Regions from separate parts of the Mus musculus genome. Here region 1 is linked to region 2. Evidence: chromatin contacts called from public targeted proximity ligation data. All regions are on one chromosome and are shown on one strand. The core of a region is the stretch at or near the end of the contact, and the rest is flanking DNA. Distances in the headings are between cores, read along the strand shown.

Region 1 (5,139 bases), core at 614-3,113, 130 kb after region 2:
AAAACATTGGCTAAATAGAACTCAGGGGTATAGTTTGTTTTCCTCGCACCCGTCCCCTTTCTGTAATTTAAATAACTTATAAAATAAGAATTTTTAAAAGTACAAAGGAGACAATACAAAATGACCATAGTCGCCAATCCTAATGATATTAATAAACACACTGATGTTCTGGTTGGCAGCCATCTGCTCTGAAACGCTCTTTTTTTTTTTATTTCAGATTTTCCCCCAAATTCTTTGAATGTGTGTATGTGTTGCTGGGTATGGAACCCAGGAATTGCAAAAGTTCTAGGGTAGTTTTGATAGCTTCTTTGATAGGGTCAGTATTGTAGGTAGCAGGTAGAATTTTGTCTTTCCAAGTTCAATTTTCTGATTAATGATGTCTTGGTCCTCCCTGGTACATTCAGAGCTTCCTTTCCTGCTTTTAGTATTTGATAGGGAACAGATAACATTTTCATTGTAATGAGTCGACAACTTGATCTTTTTTTCTAGTCGTTCACACTCAGTTTTTTCTGTTACGATACACATGAAAGAAACAACAATTGATGGAGAAGAGCTTGTTAAAATTGGAAAGTTGAATTTGGTAAGTATCCTGCCTTGATGCCACTGTGCTAGTCTTGATTTCTTCCTGGAAAAGCTGAAATTCTCACTTATGTACAGTATTTTCATAGTTAACTTCATCAACTAGCTTTGAAGTGGGAGAAGGAATTTGTTGTGAAAATTTATTTTACTATGATTTAGAACATGGTATAGAGTAAAATATATAAAAGAATACAAATCTTTGAATCTAAATACAATAGATTGACCTTTTTCTTTTTTTAAATTAAAGGTTGATCTTGCAGGAAGTGAAAATATTGGGCGTTCTGGAGCTGTTGACAAGAGGGCCCGGGAAGCTGGAAATATCAACCAATCCCTCTTGACTCTGGGAAGAGTTATTACTGCTCTTGTGGAAAGAACACCTCATATTCCTTATCGAGAATCTAAACTAACTAGAATCCTGCAAGATTCTCTTGGGGGACGTACAAGAACATCTATAATTGCAACCATTTCCCCTGCATCTTTCAATCTTGAGGTAAGCCCTTTGAGAAAATGCAGCAACCGTGGGAACTATAAGCCTTTCTTAGCTGTCATATTTTTAAAGTTCATTTACTGGCTTCCTTCTCTACTATAAAAATTGAACAATCTGGTACAATAAAAAGCCAGTTATGACTTCCAAAGTAGTTTTTTCTTTCTTTTCTTTTTTTCTTTTGCTTCTTCTTTCTTCTTCCTAATTTTTTCTTTCTCCTTCTCCTCCTTCTCCTCCTCCTCTTCTTCCTCCTCTTTCTTTTTTAAATTTTTCGAGACAGGGTTTCTCTGTGTTCCTCTGGCTGTCCTGGAACTCACTCTGTAGACCAGGCTGGCTTCGAACACAGAAATTCGCCTGTCTCTGCCTTCCAAGTGCTGGGATTAAAGGCATGCGCCACCACCGCCCAGCACTGCCAGTGTTCTTAACAAGTGAGCCATCTTATCAGCCCTGGTTTCACAATTTAAAAAAAAAAGAGAGAGATATTGTCTTAGTCAGGGTTTCTATTCCTGCACAAACATCATGACCAAGAAGCAAGTTGGGGAGGAAAGGATTTATTCAGCTTACATTTCCACATTGCTGTTGATCACTAAAGGAAGTCAGGACTGGAACTCAAGCAAGTCAAAAAGCAGGAGCTGATACAGAGGCCACGGAAGGGTTTTTCTTTGCTGGCTTGCTTCCTCTGGCTTGCTCAGCCTGCTCTTTTATAGAACCAAGACTACCAGCCCAGAGATGGCCCCACCCACAAGATGGACCCCCCAACCCCCCATCACTAATTGAGAAAATGCCTTACAGCTGGATCTCATGGAGGCATTTTCTCAACTCAACTGTGATAACTGTGTCAAGTTGACACAAAACTAGTTAGTACATATATGTATATATACACACACATACATACATACACTCATTTGTTTACTTATTTTGTATGTATGTATGTATGTATGTATGTATGTATGTATGTATGTATGTTTTGGGGGTAGGGGGTCTACAAATAGGAGTCAGAAAATAACTTGTGACTGTCAATTCTCCCCTTGTGGACTCCAGCAGGAATCAAGCTCAGGTCATTTGGCTTGGTGGCAAGTGTCTTTGCTCAGTGAGTCATCTTGCTAGCCCTTCATACATTATTTAAACAATCGAACCAAGATCGCTGGGCCTGAAGGAATGACTCAGTGGTTAAGAGATTTGACTGTTTTACCACATGACCAGTGTTTGATTTCCAGCACCCACATGATGACTCACAACTGTTTGTAACTCCATGCTTAGGGATCTCTTGCCCTTTTCTGACTGCCTTAGGCACTAGGCCTGCACACAGTGCACAGACTTACACTCAGGCAAAATACTCATGCACGTCAATAAAAATATTGCTGAATGTCAGTAGTGATGGGTAGTATGTAGGGTTCATTAAGGACTCAGACCAAGTTAAGTCCTTTTGGGGCACTGAATTCTAGTACTTGGCATGTTATTTTCATTACACTATGCAATGTTAAAATTTTTTTATATATCAACACTTCTTTTTTTTTTTAAAGATTTATTTAGTTTATGTATGAGTACACTGTCGATGTCTTCAGACACAGCAGAAGAGAGCATCAGATCTCATTACAGGTTGTGAGCCACCATGTGGTGTCTGGGAATTGAACTCAGGACCTCTGGAAGAGTAACCAGTTCTCTTAGCCACTGAGCCATCTCTTTAGTCCCCTCTTAATTCTTTTTTAATGGGTGCATAATTAATTATGTGGATATAGGTATTGTGTAACACGGTTTCTGGGATCTCATGAACAAATGTCTACTCACCTCAGAGAACACATGCAGACCAAAGTAAAGACATCACCAGAGCTCAACTCGGTGAGCTAGTGGGTTTTATTGGGGTTACTTACCGTAATATGAGTGAGAGATCACTTGTACAAGGACATCTGAATCACCAGAGCCTCCCCATCCTCAGTGTGCATTTGCTCATGACTGTGTAACTTGCCTTCAGCTCAACAGGCTGACAAAGGGGTGGGGGAGGCCTGCTGTCTGCCTCTTCTAGGCAGCGCGGTTTGTTGGTAGTAGCTCTGCTGGTCTGAGAGTGTCTCGCTGGGAGGGGCCCACTGTGTCTAGTTCAGGAACTTTCTGGTCTGAGGGTATCTCTCAGTAGTCCTTACTACGTACAGTGTACTTAGAGAGGGAGGAGCCTGGTATATCTGTTTCAGGAACTTGCATTGTATTTCTGAGCTGCCCTGCAATATGGAATGTAGTAAGACTACCCTTAGAACATCATCCTTAATGAATTTCCTTCCAAGATGAAAGATTTTATCTTTGAGAAAATTGTTACATAAAAGGACATTTTGTTTACTTACCAGTTGGTGGAATTCATTGAGTTTAAGACCTGTGTAGGAGGCTTGAACTGATGGCTCTGTTGGTAAAGTGCTTGTCATGAGGAGACCCAAGTTCCAAGTTCAGATTCCCAGTTTTCACATCAGAGCTAAGTTTGGTGATGCAGTTCTGGCTTTGGGAGGAGACATTCACAGCTTTGGAGCTCACTGGCCAGCCAGGCTAGCTAGGTTGACACGTTTCAGGTTCATTGAAAGGCTCCACCTCAAAGCATAAGATGGAGAGTGATAAAGATGTTCAACCTTGTCCTGATGGCTTTCACACTCATGCACACATACAGCACACACAAAGATAAAACAGTGTATAAATAGACCATACACTAAACACAGATAGAAATTATGATTGTAAGTTATGTAGTACATTTTAAATAAGAGTATCTTTATTTTCATCCTTATACCTTCAGTAATTATTAACCTTTCCTTTTCATAACAGGAAACTCTGAGTACATTGGAATATGCTCACAGAGCAAAGAACATAATGAATAAGCCTGAAGTTAATCAAAAACTCACCAAAAAAGCTCTTATTAAGGTAATTATGATTTTTGTTTGTTTTGTTGGTTGATTTTAGCTTTTAGACAGGGTTTCTCTGTGTAACCCTGGCTGCCCTGGAACTAGCTCTGTAGATCAGGCTGGCCTCTAACTAAGAGATCCACCTGCCTCTTGATTTCTTAGTGCTGGGGATTAAAGGCGTGTACCACCCCTGCCTGACAGTAATTATGAGTCTTTATGGAGTAATGTAACCATGTTTGGCATGCCTGAAATAAGGAATAACAACAGATCACTGTTTTTGTTTTTGTTTTTCATTTTTGGTTTGATTTTTGTTTGTTTGTTTTTGTTTTTGTTTTTTGTTTTTGAGTTTCTCTATATAGCCTTGGCTGTCCTGGAACTCACTCTGTAGACCAGGCTGGCCTTGAACTCAGAAATCCACCTGCTTTGCCTCCCAAGTGCTGGGATTAAAGGCGTGTGACACAACTACCTGGCTCTTTGGTTTGGATTTTTGAGACAGCGTTTCTCTGTGAGGTCCTGGCTGTCTTTGAACTTTCTTTGTAGACCAGGTTGGCCCGGAACTCAAAGATCCACCTATTTCTGCCTCCTGAGTGGTGGGATTAAAGGCCACTGCCACCACACCAGGCTAGGAATAACAGTAGATCACCGTTAATGACATAAAGCCATTCCTAATAGAATGTTTTCCTACCACTGCTGTGTTGACATTCCTAGCTTTATAATGCAGTTGACACCCTTGGTAGCATTTGTGCTTACAATTATGATTTCAGTTTGCTTCATTGCTTTACACACTATGAAATTTACCTCTTGTTAGCACTTTTTTCAGTAGTTTTAAAAATACATCAATGTAAGCTGAGTGGCCTGGCTTAATCAATATGCTTTCTATAGATTGTTTGCCTTTCTTACACATGTTCTAGAAAAAAATCATAAATTATTTGTCCTTTTTTTTTTTTTTGTTTTTGTTTTTTTGTTTTTTGAGACAGGGTTTCTCTGTATATAGCCCTGGCTGTCCTGGAACTCACTTTGTAGACCATGCTGGCCTCGAACTCAGAAATCCGCCTGCCTCTGCCTCCCGAGTGCTGGGATTAAAGGCGTGTGCCACCATCACCTGGCTTATTTGGCCTTTTGTTTCTTTCTTTTACTTGGTATAACATTTGAGATTTTTTTTTTTTTTTTTTTTTTTTTTTTTGGTTTTTCGAGATAGGG
Region 2 (5,893 bases), core at 2,990-5,489:
AGAGAGGTGGCAAACAGATGCGACATTCTTCCTATGTGGCTATGGTGAGAACACATTCAAAGACCAACTCTTTCATTCTCAGTCCCAGTGAGAGATGAGCGCTGGAGAGCACTGTGATGGATTCATGTGGGTCATCAAGGTGAGGAACTTATGTGGGGGTCACATCCTGTCTTCAAGGTTACAGTCCAGACTTCTTAATGGGCCAGAAAATCCAGCAAGACAATGGCTTCCTATGTCTTCTCCCGAGCTCGTTTTAACTCTGAGCTAGCTGCACAGCTAGCTACCCTGGCGCTTGAAGGGTCAGCCTTCAGATGATCCCACCGACAACAGCACACCTTTCCCATCCCATAGGATACAGCTTAGGCCGTCGGATAACCTCAAGGGGGCGTGTTTTCAGCAGCCCGAGGTTGACCTTTCATTGCTTCTCTTAGAGGAACAGCATGGATCCCGGGACAAGGAGATAGAGCGGAGGAGAGTGGTAGAAGCTCCTACCAGCTCCAACCCACCCAGACAGCAATAAGACGCCTCTCCCCTCCCACCGTCTCCCAACATCGCCCTTCCACCAAACACATGTTACAATAATAATTCCCCGCTTTGGGGTCAGCCAGCCTTGACTAAACAAAACATCCATGCAGGATGGCAGGGCCTGGGCTGTTCCATGGAGCACAATAGCTGTGAGGTCTCCCTGCCCGGCACAGCCACCGCCTCCCCTGTGGTCTTTCCCTCTGCCCAGGCAGTATAGCACAAGTGATGGAGCTCCAGACAAACCAGTTTCTACGAGGTATGTCCGAAAAGAAATCCATCCCCGCTGGGAAGCATGGACCTGTACTGGCTCAAGACTCTGCCTAAGGACCTGGCTATAGCCTCGTTGTCCAAGAACTGGCCAAGACCACCAGGGGACCAATCCTAGCTGCTTTAGCAAGTTCAGCTTCCACAGCACAGAAAGAAATGGCTGCTTCAAGGGTTACGATTAGAATCTGAATGACTCCTGGAGAAGTCAGTGGCTCAGTGGAACACTTGGGAAGAGAGGACACAGTTTTCCAAGGTTCAAGTTGGGCTCTTTGCTGGCAGATGCTTGGTGCTGGGAGCTCCCCTGCATGGCAAACTCCACACGGCCTCACCACGCGATCTCTGGAACCCTTCGGTCCGAATCTCCATGGCCTTGAGGAGTGGACACGCGCCATGACAAAGACGGGAGTTTTCCCTCACCTGCTGGGCTCAGCTTTCAATTGATTGATCCATCAGCCTCTGTTGGAAAAGAGGAGATTCTGTAAAGTAACCCAGCAGGAGAGAGCAAGACATGAGTAAGCCACAAAGAATTCAGAGTTTGGGTCCCCCGCCCCGGGCAGGAGCCAGTCACTATGCCACTTGCCTGTCAGGGACTGAGGTGGGCAGGGGAACATGAAAACCTGCTGGAGGGCCCTTCTACCGCGCTCTGAGCAGCACCCATGCCATGTGGTAACATATATGCCCATGCCCATGTGGTTACATATATGCACATGTGGTTGCATATATGCCCATGCCCATGTGGTTACATATATGCCCATGTGGTTACATATATGCCCATGCCCATGTGGTAACATATATGCCCATGCCCATGTGGTTACATATATGCCCATGCCCATATAGTTACATATATGCCCATGCCCATGTGGTTACATATATGCACATGCACATGTGGTTACATATATGCACATGTGGTTACATATATGCCCATGCCCATGTGGTTACATATATGCACATGCCTATGTGGTTACATATATGTACATGCCCATATGGAAACACACACAAACAGGGGTGGAATACTGGCCTTTGTTTGTTTGTTTTGAGACAGAGTTTCTCTGTGCAGCCCTGGCTGTCCTAGAACAATCTTTGTAGACCAAACTGGCCCAAAGAGATCTGTCTGCCTCTGCCTCCTGAGTGCTGGGATTAAAGGCGTGGGCCACCACTTCCTGGCTGGCTTTAACTTTTGTTAACTGTACTTGTTTGGGCTGGAAATATAAACCATATGAGAATGATATGCAGAACAAAGGCCATATGCAAGATCTATTGTCATAAACCTCCCATCAGTGAGTGCTCCAATAAATTTTTGTGCTTTCTTTTTTAACTTTAAAAAAAAAGATTTATTTATTTATTTATTTATTTATTTATTTGATGTCTATGAGTACACTGTAGTTGTCTTTAGACAAATCAGAAGAGAGCATCAGATCACATTGCAGATGGTTGTGAGCCACCATGTGGTTGCTGGGAATTGAACTCAGGACCTTTGAAAGAGCAGTCAGTGCTCTTAATCGCTGAGCCATCCCTCCAGCCCCTCTTTTAAACTTTTAAAAGGTTTGGGTTTTTTCCCTCCTAATGTGTATAATACACAAATATATTTAACAAAAACATGAAAGAGAGAGAGCGATCCTACTCTATTTGACACAGATTTAGTGTGATTGTGTGAAAGATCAGGTTTTATGACCTCACCTATTTATAAAATGTGAAAGAGATGTTGAATTTGTGATAAACATAGCAACAGCAAACAGCATAAAATTAAAGACCAGCTGAGTATGTGAGCCCAGGGCTGATGCCCTCTTACTTCAATTCAACAGAACTGAGTGTTGACCTGAGGGCACCAGACACCAGATTAAACAGTGAATTAAATGTGCGTAAGAGGTTGGAGATGTTTCCCATTAGTCATCAAAGAATGAATGTGGACATTTACCTCCACTTGCCAACGCAAACCTCACTAGCATAACAGCAGAGATTTAAGTTTAAAGGTCAACCTCAGAATAAACAGGCCCTGCAAGGAGAAACAGAAGCACGAAACCTGATATATGTTAGCTTTTCAGCAAACACGAGAAAACCCAAATGAGTAGGCAGGCCTTGTGCCTCATCCTGTAATCCTATCACTGGGGAAGCTGAGGCAGGAGGATCACCTTGAATTCAAAACCAGTCTGGACTACATAGCAAGCTACTGCAGAGAAAGGTTAGAGACATGACTTAGGCTTAAGAAAACACACACTCTCTCACATACACATGTACACACATACACATACACATTCATTCATACAATATACTCATTCATATATATATATATATATATATATATATATATATATATATATATACACGCACATAGTTAAATATACACACTCACAATACACATAACACATTCATACACACTAACTCATATGTGTATATGTATAGTTACATATGCATACTCTCACATATTCATAACACAGTATACATTCATACTCATACATATATACACACTCATACACAAGCATTTACTCATATACTCACTCATATACACATACTCTTTTTTTATACACACATACACAATACACACTCATATACACAATTTAAATAATAAATATATTTATGAAATTGAAAGAGAGAGGTTAAGTCAGCAAGGTGTACCTGCAATTTTTTCCCCTGCTGAGTACTTAAAAGCTCTGAACAGCAGAATGGGGAGGGAGTCAGTCAGTCAATTGAGAATTCATGTCTGATCCCTAGCACACACACAAATCAGGCCTGGTAGCACACACTTGTAACCCCAGTGCGGGCAAGGCAAAGGCAGGACAGTCCCTAGGCTTTGGTGGCCAGCCAGCCTATCCTTCTTTGTGAGCACCGTTTCAAGAGCAAGATAGATAGCTCCTGGAAAATAATATCCAAGGACGACTTCTGCCGCCCTCCCTCGCCCCCCCCCAGCCCCCCCCCCCCACACACACACTGAAGGGATGAACAAGGACTCACTGCAAATAAGATTTACAGTGATACAGGTTACAATGCTCACTGCACGGGCAGACCATTGGAGATTTACTCTCCCAAGTGACGACTCAGCAAAGCTCTGGACTTCAGGGCCTCAGTCACCCCTGCAGGCAGCAAGGCTGTTCTGAAAAGAAGAGAATCCATAAGTGCCTAGGCGCCTAGCCACGCCCCATTCCCACAAACCCTTGTCTGCTCAGCATCCTGGATGGTAGCAGGTAATTTCGGTGTGGCTTTCAGGCTACCTTTACTGTTTCTGATTTCTTGTAGAAGTCCACATTGCAATTCCTTTCTGGGTGGCGGTTTGGTAACGTATCAGAATCCTTAACCGTGGTTGTTAGGCGCGAGGACCCACAGCTTCGTGGCTGTCCTGGGCTTCTCTGACCTCAGCTCCAGCTTCGAGGGACTCCGGGCTGACCCAGAGTTTGCCAGAGCTGCAGGAGGTGTTGGATCACTCAGAGAAGATGTTTGTGCAAAGCGAAAGTCTACTGAAAACTGCTCAACAAGGCACTGGACGCTATGGTCAAAGTGCACACGGTATTGCCAAACATCAAGAGTTTTGAAGAAGAGCCAACAACAGTTTTGAGCAATTTGGGTGAAGGAGGGCGTTCTTTCTGACTGGACATGTGACCCTTGCCCCTAGTTCCGGGCTGCTGTTCTGTGGATCCAACTCTTGTTTGTAAATCAGCCTCAGAGGCTGAAGATGTCTGTCTGCCTCCCAGAGGATGGGCGACTTCAGGGATAGGACTCAAAGAGAGCAAGCTCCGAGCTTCCAGGCACAGAGCCAGCTGGTGCAAGGAAAACGACCAGGGGCAAAAAGGAGCACCACACAAAACAAACGCAGTCTATTGTCCAAAAAGACCTACAGTCATTAATATGATCAAGCTGAACAGCAGGGAGTCAAAATAGCCAAGGGAACAGAAAACCATTTAACAAAAACACAAAAAAGGCTCAATCCATTAGCGCTCAATACTCCAGCAACGCACCAGACAGTAATCGACCTATCAGAGAGAAAATGCACAAAGCCAAGTGGAACCTAGCCAGTCCTAGCCGGTGCCGTTAGTCATCTGGATCTGTTGACATTTGAAGAACACTCATCCGACAAGTATGGGTGAACATCACTCTCAAATTCAGATAAAATATTCGCTGAGGTTACATTCCAGACTGAAAACCACACTTAAACAAGCTTAAAAACAAAAGCCCTAGAAAATAGGCGTCGGCATCTGGCATGATAACACTCACCTCTCATCCCAGCACTCAGGACTGTGAGCTAGAAGCTTGGCCTCTAGCAAGCCACTATCTGGAAGCAAACAAATGCATGATCTTGGAGTTGAGTGAAATTAAACTAAGAATAGTGGAAACATTGCCGGGAAACCTCTAAATATTTGACAAATGCACGCTATATTTCTAAACTGGTGACACATGCTGTTAGACCCAAATACTTGCCAGCAGAGGTAGGAGGATTTTTTTTTTTTTTGAGTCCACAAAGTCCAAGGTCATACTAGACTAGGCTTACCATCTTAGAATTGCAAAAAACAAAAGGCACATCACCACCCAAAACAAACCAAAATGAATTTATTTCTAAATGTCACATAGGTCAAAGATGTCTCAAGAGAAACCTGAATATTTTTTTTTTAAGATTTATTTATTTATTATATGTAAGTACACTGTAGCTGTCTTCAGACACTCCAGAAGAGGGCGTCAGATCTTGTTACAGATGGCTGTGAGCCACCATGTGGTTGCTGGGATTTGAACTCTGGACCTTCGGAAGAACAGTTGGGTGCTCTTACCCACTGAGCCATCTCACCAGCCCGAAACCTGAATATTTTAAACTGAATGAAAATATAATGTATTCAAATGTGTGTGTGATACAACAAAAACAGAGTTGGGGTGGGGCAGATCTGCAACACTGAATAGCACATGTAAGAAAACAGTGGCCAGTGTAGGTGCCTGCAGCCTTGGCACTTAGGAAGAAAAATGATGAAAAATATCTGTAGATACAAGCGATGTAATTAGGTGAATAAGATACATTTGTAGTACTAATTTTTCCAAATTAGTTTTAAAATCAGTTCCTGGCGTTTTCTCCAATGATGACAAGAATTCTTTGGAGGGGAAACAACAGGACCAAGAATAATCTCAC

The links.
Region 1: a contact with region 2 is called in a targeted proximity ligation map of pancreatic cancer cells. A contact is called at or near these places in 2 of 484 Hi-C or Micro-C datasets (the G1E-ER4 cell line and embryonic stem cells), 2 of 130 datasets of targeted methods (embryonic stem cells and pancreatic cancer cells) and 2 of 9 other capture datasets (adipose tissue and liver).

What each region holds. Positions count from the first base shown.
Region 1 is chr19:37,389,823-37,394,961 of GRCm38.p6, forward strand. It overlaps Kif11 (kinesin family member 11), which reads left to right. Exons shown (of 22, transcript NM_010615.2): 7 at 490-580; 8 at 827-1,069; 9 at 3,863-3,958. Among named protein-coding and RNA genes, the nearest start is that of Kif11, 16 kb to the left of the region's middle.
Region 2 is chr19:37,259,856-37,265,748 of GRCm38.p6, forward strand. 4931408D14Rik (RIKEN cDNA 4931408D14 gene) reads right to left here and starts at 4,240. Exons shown (of 3, transcript NR_040299.1): 1 at 3,999-4,240; 2 at 3,742-3,880; 3 at 1-1,248.